3 separate regions of the Mus musculus genome follow, and all the other regions are linked to region 1. Evidence: chromatin contacts called from public Hi-C and targeted proximity ligation data. All regions are on one chromosome and are shown on one strand. The core of a region is the stretch at or near the end of the contact, and the rest is flanking DNA. Distances in the headings are between cores, read along the strand shown.

What was found. A called contact is a pair of places that touch in the nucleus more often than the background predicts.
Region 2: a Hi-C map of B cells shows a contact between it and region 1, with 7 read pairs. A contact is called at or near these places in 2 of 39 promoter capture datasets (the SN4741 cell line and embryonic stem cells), 47 of 484 Hi-C or Micro-C datasets (B cells, the Ba/F3 cell line, CD4 T cells and 18 more), 11 of 130 datasets of targeted methods (bone marrow-derived dendritic cells, embryonic hindbrain, embryonic stem cells and 4 more) and 4 of 9 other capture datasets (adipose tissue, embryonic stem cells, liver and 1 more).
Region 3: a targeted proximity ligation map of embryonic stem cells shows a contact between it and region 1, with 5 read pairs. A contact is called at or near these places in 2 of 39 promoter capture datasets (the SN4741 cell line and pre-B cells), 2 of 484 Hi-C or Micro-C datasets (the G1E-ER4 cell line and embryonic stem cells), 9 of 130 datasets of targeted methods (T-cell acute lymphoblastic leukemia, bone marrow-derived dendritic cells, bone marrow-derived macrophages and 5 more) and 4 of 9 other capture datasets (adipose tissue, embryonic stem cells, liver and 1 more).

The regions. Positions count from the first base shown.
Region 1 is chr19:5,873,177-5,876,767 of GRCm38.p6, forward strand. It overlaps Frmd8 (FERM domain containing 8), which reads right to left and starts at 2,032. Exons shown (of 11, transcript NM_026169.4): 1 at 1,915-2,032; 2 at 1,534-1,618; 3 at 1-160. The coding sequence starts at 1,618.
Region 2 is chr19:5,508,868-5,512,458 of GRCm38.p6, forward strand. Snx32 (sorting nexin 32) reads right to left here and starts at 1,650. Exons shown (of 13, transcript NM_001024560.3): 1 at 1,466-1,650. The coding sequence starts at 1,504. It also overlaps the pseudogene Gm31166.
Region 3 is chr19:5,578,389-5,581,979 of GRCm38.p6, forward strand. No RefSeq gene overlaps it. Among named protein-coding and RNA genes, the nearest start is that of Ap5b1, 12 kb to the left of the region's middle.

The DNA.
Region 1 (3,591 bases), core at 782-3,281:
GGGGAGACGAGCCAGAGTGCAAAGGCCTCCAAAGCCACGTCTGGGAGCTGCAGGACTTCACGGACTGCGCGGTGCAGCTCATGGGCACTGATTGAGGACAAATTCTCCACGGCCAGGGGCACTACTGTATCATCCGCCAGGTACACCAGGACATCGGCTGCTGGAATACGGGTCGGGCAGGGTCGGGTGAGGTCCAATCAGCATTTCCCACCACCCCTTTGCTCCTTATCACGAGCCAGGCCACACTGACACATCGTGACGCTACGGCTTACGGTGACATACATCTGCAGTCCAAGACAGGACGCAGGAGGCTAAAGCTGGAGGATTCCAAGTCCCAGGTCAGCCTGGGCTACATAGCAAGACCCAGTATTTTAAAAATAAACAAATAAAAAATGCTGCCTTCAAGGACCTCAAACCATCCAGAAACTCGGGCCAGGTACCAGCCCCATTTCACCCCTGAGGCTCAAAGTAGGGTGATAAAAACCACCCCCCTTCCTCTGCAGCACCAAAATATTGTTGTTTCCAATATTTCTCAGGTGGAGAAACAACACGGGGTAACCCATCCTGAGGTGACAGTTCCCTATCAGGCTGGGAACAAGGCCAACTAGTGACCTGACTCTGACTGGGTCTGACTAGGAGGACAATGAGGATTTCTAAGGCCACCTTGGGTTACAGCAGGTTCCAGGTCTCGGCTTCACTGGGACTCTTCAAAACTTTAAGAATCAATGCTGTGGCTTCTGCAGATAGCTTTAAGCAGTCCAGGAAAGAATAAACAACTCAAACAGCCAGTGTTCCCTTATAACAAGCTGGATTCCCATTTGAAGCCAGAGCCAAAGATGCTTGGCAGGTTGGCCAGACTCAAATTCCCCATCCCTGAACTACAGGCGCAGTAAAGGAGCATGGAGTGTGGAGGCCTCGTTCTCAGCCTGCATCCTTTTCTGACTCTGTGATCCAGCTGTAAATCTGTAAAAACAGTTAATAGCGCTTCTTCAAAAGGTCACCGCCAATCCAGTACGGCTGGTGAGAGTGGACATCATAATGAAGGAGCTTTTGAGATTCTGGTCTTTTCTGCTCCAACAGCTACTTGGAGAGACCAGGAGACTGGCTCAGATCCACTTTACAGGCAGAAAAACCAGCCCTGAAGGGTCAAGTTCATGATCAACCTTGGTCTGCTCCAGTAGTCTGAGACCTAACAACCTCTCTAGGTCCTAATTTCCTCCCAATAAAATGAAGAGGTGGAGAATCCCTGCTTTCAAAGAGCTGTCTGCAAAAAAAGAAATGGGACAAAGGAAGTGGTGCCCTTTTCCAATCATGTGTCTTCATTTGAAAACAAGAGAAAGTTCAGGAGTGTGGCTCAGTCACTAAGCTAGAGACAGATCTCAGCTAAGTCCTTTGATTTCTGAGTCCGCCACATCTAAACAAATCTTATTATTTACTACATGATTAACTTACTGAAAAAGACAAACTGGAGTCACGTCCCCAGGCTGGAACCAAAGAGTTCAAAAGAGATGAAAGAAGAAAGTAGAGACCTACCTCGGGCACCCACTGAAGAGACGCTACTTCGGTGGGACCGCTCCGCAGGGCCGGGCTGCCCCGCGTTGCCTTCTGCCCCCTCCATCTGCAAAAAGAACTCTAGACAATTAATGGGGGGGGGGTCTTAAGGAGATGGTCTCCTCAAGCTCTCAACCAAGAAGCAAAGGGGTCTCGGTCTACAATTCTTAACCTATGTTCAGGGATCAAATGTGTAGGGTGAAAGTAGAGAGTGACCCTCAGCCGAGTGCAGATCGGGTGGGCTGAGTCAGGGAAGTGACCGTCAGGTGCAGGGGTCTCAAGTTTCTCAAGAAATGGCCAAACAAGTCGGGACGCGCCCCTGTCCAGGGCGGGGACACGGGCAGGGTGTGGCTACGCTCTCACCTTGCAGGGTCGCAGAGCCCACTGCCTCACTCCAGAATGCCACCCGACTCAGGCCTCCAGTTCTGGACCCACCACCACACCGGCCGGCGGGGTCTCCGGTCCTGCCCAGGGTCGATTCGCAGGCGTTACGCCGCAGAAGCTGCCGCGGGAGGAAGCACAAACCCGAGGCCCCGCCTCTCCGACTGAAGGAGCCAATCGGAGCCAGAAGCCTCGGCGCACGCGTACTCCCGCATTTCGATCTTTGGTCCTTCCTACCCACCCTGGTTCCCAGCTTACTTAGATCACGCAAGTCTCAAAGACCCGGTCTAGCCACGCCCCCGAGTCCTGTATTGTCCCTCTCCCGTCGCCCTCACTCCCCGCACAGCCAACTACATGAGTAGTGTTGCTTCATGCATAAGACCCTTGGTCTGTAATAGGATGTGGGGAAGATTCATTAGAACCAAGGATGAGGGCAAGAGCTGTGCAGCTACCGCTCCGTGTGACTTGACTGGGCCCCTCTCTAAAATGACCCACCTTGTGGGTGGATGGTGCCGCAGTCCTCTCAGGCCTGTTCTGAAGGCCTGAAGGGGTACTGGCTCTTGGCCTTGGGTAGGAATCGGGGCCCTGGACAAGTCCCTTCCCAGCTAGATCTGTTTTTCACCTGTAGCATGAGATTGGACTGAATGACTCCCAACAATCCCTTTCACTCTCATTACGAATGTAGGTTGGAAACATGGGACTTGCTGTGCTTCCAGGGTGCAGTCACATAAGCCTGGCTGTCTTAGAGACATAGCCTCCAAGATCCCGAAGTGCCAGGCATTGTGCTTCCCAAAATCTTATCACCAAATTGTTCTGACAAACCATCACGTGTGTGCCTAAGGCCTGGAATGTATGGAGAAAAACAAGTCCATATACATGCCACTTGAGCCAGAAATTGTTCCTGGTGCCAGCAGTCACTTGGGATCTGGTGCAGGGACGTGAGTTCTCCTTGCCACTTGGTTTCTTTGCTGGAAAGCAGATGAAAGCTCCTGCCTTCAGTATTTGTTTTTGTTTTGTAGAGTTTTCAATTTAGTTCATTTAGGGACAAACTTAATGGCACACAAGCCTTTAATCCTAGCAGAGAGAGGCAGAGACAGGCAGATCTCTGATTTCCAGAGCACACAGAGCTATACAGTGAGACCCTGTATGGGGGGCAGGAGGGTGGGGACAAGCAAAACTGTAGTAGGCAGGCCAACCATGGAAGCAAATAATCCTACCACTTGGATGCTGGAGACAGGAGGATCAGCACGAGTCAAGGCCAAACTTGGTCACACAGCTAGTCCAAAGTTAGCCTCGGATATGTGAGGCTCTATCTCTAAAACAAACAAACAAACAAACAAACAAACAAAAACTACCAAGACAAAAACAAAACAACAAAAGAACAAATATTACAGAAGGCCTCAGCATTGCTATAGAAGACATAAACCACTATAGGCGGAGAGGAGGAATCTTCAGTTCCTTCTTATCCACCATGTGCTGCACATGGGCCAAGCCCTTTTCTCTCTGTCACTTGCCATCTTATGGGCTCTGTAAATGGAACCAAGAGGATTAGTAGCTACCATTTATGTGTTGGATACTTAAAAAAAATCTCTCTCTCTCTCTCTCTCTCTCTCTCTCTCTCTCTCCGTCTCTGTGTGTGTCTGTGTGTGTTCAACCCAG
Region 2 (3,591 bases), core at 400-2,899, 360 kb before region 1:
CCACAACAATACCAGTAGGTAATATTTATATTTGGCCTTATAATATATTAGGCATTGTTCTAATAAATAAATTTATGGGGCTGGAGAGATGGCTCAGAGGTTAAGAGCACTGACTGCTCTTCCAGAGGTCCTGAGTTCAAATCCCAGCAACGCCATGGTGGCTCACAACCATCCATAATGAGAACTGATGCCCTCTTCAGGTGTGTCTGAAGACAGCTACAGTGCACTTACATATAATAATAAATAAATCTTTGGATCAGAGCGAGTGAGGCCGGAGCAAGCGGGGCCAGAGTGAGCAGAAGTCCTGAGTTCAATTCCCAGAAACCACATGATGCCTCACAACCACAAGTACAGCTACAGTATACTTATAAACATAAAATAAATAAATCTTTTAAAAAATAAATTTATGTATTTATGACAAACTCTCACACTGTAGTTCCAGCAGGCCTTAAACTCGTGGTTATCCTCCTGCCCCACCCTCATAAGTGCTGGGATTATATCTGGCTTCTAATCACTTTATAAACATGTTCTAAGCATACACACACACACACACACACACACACACACACACGGCATATGTACATATATACATCCTTTTACTATTGAGACAGGATCTCACTATATAGCCCTGGCTTGCCTATAACACTCTATGTAGACCAAGCTGGCCTTGAACTCATAAAGGTCTTCCTGTTTCTGCCTCTGCTTCTACCGCTGAAATTCCAGGATTAAAGGTGTGTCTCACCATGCCTGGCTATTTATATACATTTCTATATGAACATGTATAAACAGAAAGCCATGGCCAGCCCTCCAAATTCCATTTGAATCCCAAATGCCACTTCTTGGATTGTGTGACACTACCAAGGCAGGCTTTCTGCCCTCACTCCCCCCCTTCAAACACAGGCAGACTAGCTCTTTGCTGCAGCAGGACCCCTTGTCCTTGGTTTTCTTCTTGATGTCTATCTCTACTCTCACCCACTCTGCTTGACAGAGATGTGACTTTCAGAACACAGCACAGCAGCTCCATCCCCTATCTCTGTCCCAGCTCACTACACTCCTACCTCAAGTGAGAGTTGATGCAATCCAAAACAATGAAGCTCCCCAATAACTGCTGACTGAGGCTGAGAGGAATAAACGAAGAATGGATGGATGGTCTTACAAATATATAGGCACGAATACACAGGTGAGCCTGTAAACTCAACAGGACTCTCTCACCCTTCTCAGTCGCTTGCAGACTGCCTTGTTCTCCCCCATCACGACAGTACTGAGTTGATTTGGGGGAGGGGGCAGAGGCGGGATTCCATCTATGCAGGCTGGGACAAAAATCCTGATTATCTTTGCATCCTCAACCTGGCCCTATGCAGGGGCCTTAGAAGCGCCGCATTCCCGTGCTCAGATCTCTCTCCCTGCTTGGTATGGTATGATGAAGTGAGGTGGAGTAGGAAGACGTTTTATTTCCTTCCTTTACCTTACTCTCATTTCCAGCTTCCTGATGTTGCTCCTCCATGGTGCTCCTTAGCTGGGATATACAGGAATCCTACGACAAGCCACGGCCTGCGCGTTCCAAGAGCTTGGGTGAGGGAACCTTGTAGGGATGCTATCAGCTGACATTGACACTAGCTGCGGCCTCCCTGGGTGGGTCCCATTGCCCACAGCTGCTCCTTCTGATTAGACAGCAGTTTTACCACATGAGCCTCTATTGGCTTTGAGGCCTATCAATCTTACGTGGGCATTTAAGCGGCACCAGAAAGCCGGACCAGGATAGGCCAGGGCCTGAGGGTAGAGGTCACGTGTCAGTCCCGCAGGTGGACCCCTACGAATCCGGCCGTTCCGGGACCCGCCTTCTTCTAACGGGCACGAGCAGAGGCGCACATGCGCACTAGGGCAGCTTGGCGCCACCAGGCGGTGGGCGGGGCGGGGAGTCCGGAGGGGGGGCGAGGGTTGGGAGGGAGGTTTGGGTAGGGAGGAATGGGGAACTCGAGTGGGTCAGGGGGTCTAGGGACGAGGGCAGGCTGCAATGTCTGTGGAGAAAGCGCTTCCGTTCCAGTTTTCACACCCGGGCCAGAAAGTACGGAGTAAGCAGCTTAAGGAGCCGCGGGGACGCAATAAGGCCCGGATACCCCGCGCCCATATTCTTCGGGGGGACCAAAGGAAATCGCCACCGAAGTCACACTGCAAGAAGGCGCAAGTGAGAGAGAAAGAGAAGGTGTGGGTACCCTGGAATGGACTCATCGTGATTGGGAAGAGAGTGGAACTCTTGGACAGAAACGTGCAAAAGTCTAACCCAAAGTTGGAATCTGAGGACTGGAAGCTGGAGGGCACCGGGAAGAAGTTCTCAAGAGAGAAATCGGGCCTGCAACAGGAGGCAGTGGTCGCGAAGCTCCTGAGCAGTGTAAGAAGGGCGGTGCAGGCTCGAGCAAGTTTGGAGTATGACAGCCCAGAGATTTGGAGAGAGTTGGAGGATAGACTCAAAGCTGGTGTAACTACGAGTGCAGAGATGACTGCAGAGCGTGGGGAAAACTTGAAATCTAGGGACAGGTTGAGGACCACTGGAGGGGACTTGAGGTCCAGAGGGGATCAGCTGAGGCCGAATGAGGAACTGGAGTCTAGTGGAGAGAACTTGAAAAAACGGGTACCCATTGGAGACAAGGTGGTAGGCAGGGGAGAGAAGCGGAGGTCTTCTGCTGAAAAAATGGACAGTAGGGAGAGGCGGGGGTCTGTTGTAGAGAAAATGGACAGTAGAGAGAGGCGGGGGTCTGTTGTAGAGAAAATGGACAGTAGAGAGAGGCGGGGGTCTGTTGTAGAGAAAATGGACAGTAGAGAGAGGCGGGGGTCTATCAGAGAGAAGACGGACAGTGAAGAGAAGCGGGGATCCATTAGAGAGAAGGCGACAGAGAGTAGACAGAGGCGGGGGTCCATCAGAGAGAAGGTATCAGACAGTGGAGAGAGGCGGGGATCCATCAGAGAGAAGATGTCAGACAGTGGAGAGAGGCGAGGATCCATCAGAGAGAAGATGTCAGACAGTGGAGAGAGGCGAGGATCCATCAGAGAGAAGATTTCAGACACTAGAGAGAGGCGGGGGTCCATCAGAGAGAAGGTGTCAGACAGTGGAGAGAGGCGGGGGTCCATCAGAGAGAAGGTGTCAGACAGTGGAGAGAGGCGGGGGTCCATCAGAGAGAAGGCAAAGTTGAGTAGAGAGAAATTTAGATCCAGTGGAGAGAAGCTGAGAACTGGTGATAAAAATTCAAGATCCACTGAAGATCTACTGGAGTCAAATATTGAGGAGTTGGAGTCGGCTGAGGTGCAACTGAAAGAGCACTCGAGAACAGGAAGTGCCTCGGAAGAGACTATTGAAAGAGTGGTCAGTGTTACTGGTGGTGAAGGTGAGATGGAAAATCTGAGTCAGGAAATTCCTTCTGAAAGTGTAGAAGGGATGGATGGCCACGGAGGAGCCAAGACAGGGGCAGAAACTGATAGTCATGTCTTGGATGGAATGAGAGAGATTGCTGATGCATCTGTCCCTAAGGAAGAGCAAGACACACTTGGAGAAAGCCCCAAGGAGTCAGGTGGATGAAAAAGTGAAAGTGAAAAAGG
Region 3 (3,591 bases), core at 548-3,047, 300 kb before region 1:
CTATCCACAAAATCCTGGAAACTTTCATCAGGAGCCTGTCTAATACTAGCTAAAGTTCCACTGAGATCCCCTTTAGTCAGTAATTGATTCCAAGTGTGTCAGGTAGCCATTGCAACCTGTGCATACACTCCAATGGCAAACCCAATCTGATTAGCATTGCCTTCATATTGATCTTCTAAAAGCGTGTCAGCATCCCAATCTGGGTTACCTGTCTGAGCATTCATTTTGGCAGTTCTCTTACTAGCTTCATGCCATTAGAACTCCAAAGTAAGAAATCTCTTCTTGACAAAGAAGCCTTACATAGAGTCTTCCAATCTTGGGGGGGTTAAATTTGACTCCATCACTGTATCCAATAAAGCTTGTGTAAAAGGAGCTGTAGGGCCACACTGTGCCACAGCTATTTTTAACTCTTTTATCACCTTGAAATCTAAAGTCTGATATTGTCTGACTCTATTGTTCTGCTGGTCAATTATCTCAACTATAGGGAAAGCTAGCATGTTAGTTGTGTCCTGTCCTTTCCCGAGAGCCTGACTCACAGCTCTTTCTAGCAGCGATTGGTGTATCTCAGAATCACTGCTCTTCCCTGTACTTGACACCTTTTTTTAGCTCCTGTAGTTCATTAGTCAATTTCTGCAGCTCAGTTTCAAACTCTAATTTACTTAGTTGCATGTTCATCTGGGCAGCATCTCCTGCAATAGAGGCCATAGGCAGAGCAGAAAGCTTGCAAGGAGGCCAATCCCTGTCATAATTTTTGGCAGCTCCCTTTTCTGAATGAGCTTCCTCCTCTGATGTTAGCTCATCTTTAGGATCTCTATGCCTTTCTAGCTTAGGGTGGAGAGGGCCCTTTTCTGAGAAAGCCCTCTCTGGCAGGTGTGCTTCCTGAAAAATTTTCAAGCTTTCCCTGGGCACAATCTGACGCCTGCAAGGTTTCTTCATAAGTAGCATCTTTCATGGGTGCCCAGAGGCAGAGGGTGATATTATCTGCCTGAGTGGTTCTCAGAGCCTCTCCAGTTTTCCTCCCAGGTTTTCTTATCTAAAGTTCTTTCTTCTTGAAACCATGGGCAGCAAGAATCTATCTGATCTGAAAAGTTTTCTAACAATTGGTCTTCAAACCCTACCCCTCTCTTGCCTGAAGCAGTTCTTGAAGGCTGCGGACAAATGCCTGTTTAGGATTTTCCAGTCTCATTTCCACTGTCAACCTCTAAGTGGGATCAGCGTTGGGTCAACGCTGCGCCATCTTAGCCCGCATCCCTTTGCACCTACACCAACAGTTTCAAAAAGATGAAAGCTAAGGCTAGCACTAGCATCAACGCTGTATGTTGTGCTTACCGTTCAGGGTACCATCTTCTTCTGTCCCTCGGATGAGCTCTCCATGTCCAGTCCCCACGTTCAGGTGCCACCTGTAGCCACAGAGAAGTGGGTTCCTGGAAGGAGAGCTGGGGATGGATGGGAAGGACAGATGAGAAAGGAATGAGACCAAGACAAAGTTTCTGATCAAGGCCCAATGTTTAATTCTTTTTTCTTTTCTTTTCTTGAGACAGGGTTTCTCTGTACAGTCCTGGCTGTCCTGGAACTCACTCTGTAGACCAGACTGGCCTCAAACTCAGAAATCCGCCTGTCTCTGCCTCCCAAGTGCTGGGATTAAAGGCGTGCACCACCACTGCCAGGCCCCAATGTTTAGTTCTTAAGTCTGAATTTAAAGGAGGAAACCAATCCCCCACTTTGCCAGGATCTCATCAGTAAAACAAGCTCAGCTGCTCAGCAGGTAGCGCTTCTTGCAGGAAGCTCCAGAGGTGGCAGACAATAGACTTCCTCTAGGTCGGAAGACTCCACCCTAAGTAGACTAGAGTGGCTATGGCAAAACAAGGTCTGATTCAGCCCACTGAAGGCTGGAAGAAGGGCTCAGACAAAACTGCAGCATGGCCTCAGTCAATTCTCAGGCTGAAGGCAGGTTTATTTTTTCCCAATCCACTTGTATACCATTTTAATTACATGCAAGTATTAAGGGTGAGCAGTACAATGAGGAATAAGCAAGACAATAAACAAAGTGCCAAGAACTCCCATGGCCACTGTTTCTAAGGGCTTATCATGATGGTCAAGATATCTAAACCTGCTTCCCGGTCCTAGCCCAGAGTCACATACATGCCTGAAGCCTACTTCTTTGTTCCACCCTAAAATCAGATTCCTGCCTGATCTTACCTCTTTTGTTTTTGTTTTTGTTTTGTTTTGTTTTTGAGACAGGGTTTCTCTGTGTAGCCCTGTTTTGTTTTGTTTTGTTTTTTGAGACAGGGTTTCTCTGTGTAGCCCTGGCTGTCCTGGAACTCACTCTGTAGACCTCGAACTCAGAAATCTGCCTGCCTCTGCCTCCCAAGTGCTGGGATTAAAGACGTGTGCCACCATGCCCGGCCTGATTTTACTTCTTCGTCATGGCCTAATGTCAGATTCCTGCCTGAAGCCCCTTTCCTTGTCCTGGGCCAATGTCAGATTCCTGCCAAGCGGCCCCTCAAAGGCTCTACACAAGGACACCTCACCATGTAGGCATGATCAGTTACCTCACATTCTTGGCACTTCTCTTCCTGAAGCATGGAGGTGGAGCTAGAGTTCCAGGTGGCTGTGGCCCGTGATGCATAGGTGTTGGAATCTGAGCTCCAATCCTCCTAAGGTAGCAGTGTGTGCCTTTAACCACCAGGCCATCTCTCCAACACTCACATTTAAAAAAAAAATTTTTTTTTTTCCGAGACAGGGTTTTTCTATATAGCCCTGGCTGTCCTGGAACTCACTTTGTAGACCAAGCTGGCCTTGAACTCAGAAATCTGCCTGTCTCTGCCTCCCAAGTGCTGGGATTAAAGGCATGCGCCACCACTCCCGGCTAAAAATATATTTTGGTTGATTTGGTTATGGAGACAGGGTTTCTCTGTGAAGTCCTAGCTGTCCTGGAACTCACTTTGTAGCCCAGGCTAGCCTTGATCTCTGCCTCTGCCACCGCTGCCCAGCATACAGTCGCTTACATGTTAAGCCAGTTTACCAAACCTAGAATAAATCACATTTCATCATGTCATATAATTCTTGTGTGTATGCACGTTAGACTCCGTTTGTTCACTCATTGTGTGCATGGTGCTGGTTTTTATGAGATAAAGTCTGTCCTAGAATCCATGATTCTCTGACCTTATCCTCAAGTGCGGCGCTTACCAACAGGCGTTTGTGATCCATGCGGCTCCAATCTCGTGTCTTCTGCTTGCCCTGCTGTCACTTTACTGCCACGTTCTAACCGATCTCTAACACTGGCAAATGTCACCATGGAGCTCTACGTCTATGCTCGTGGCAGATACGGTTCTGTGGATTGCTTTTTAAAAATAATGTCCTCGTTTGGTTTGGAGTGAGGTGATGCAGGTGACACATTGAGTAGAGAAGTGGTCCCCTTGCTTCTAACTTCTGGAAGAGACTTGAGAGAACTGGGGTACTTTGTACCCTAAATGTTTTTGTTAAGCTCACAAGTAAACTCATTAGACCAGGTACTTTATGAACTAGAAGATTACAAATTGCCACTGTCTGTGTACTGGTGTCTCCCACCCCACTGTCTGTGTACTGGTG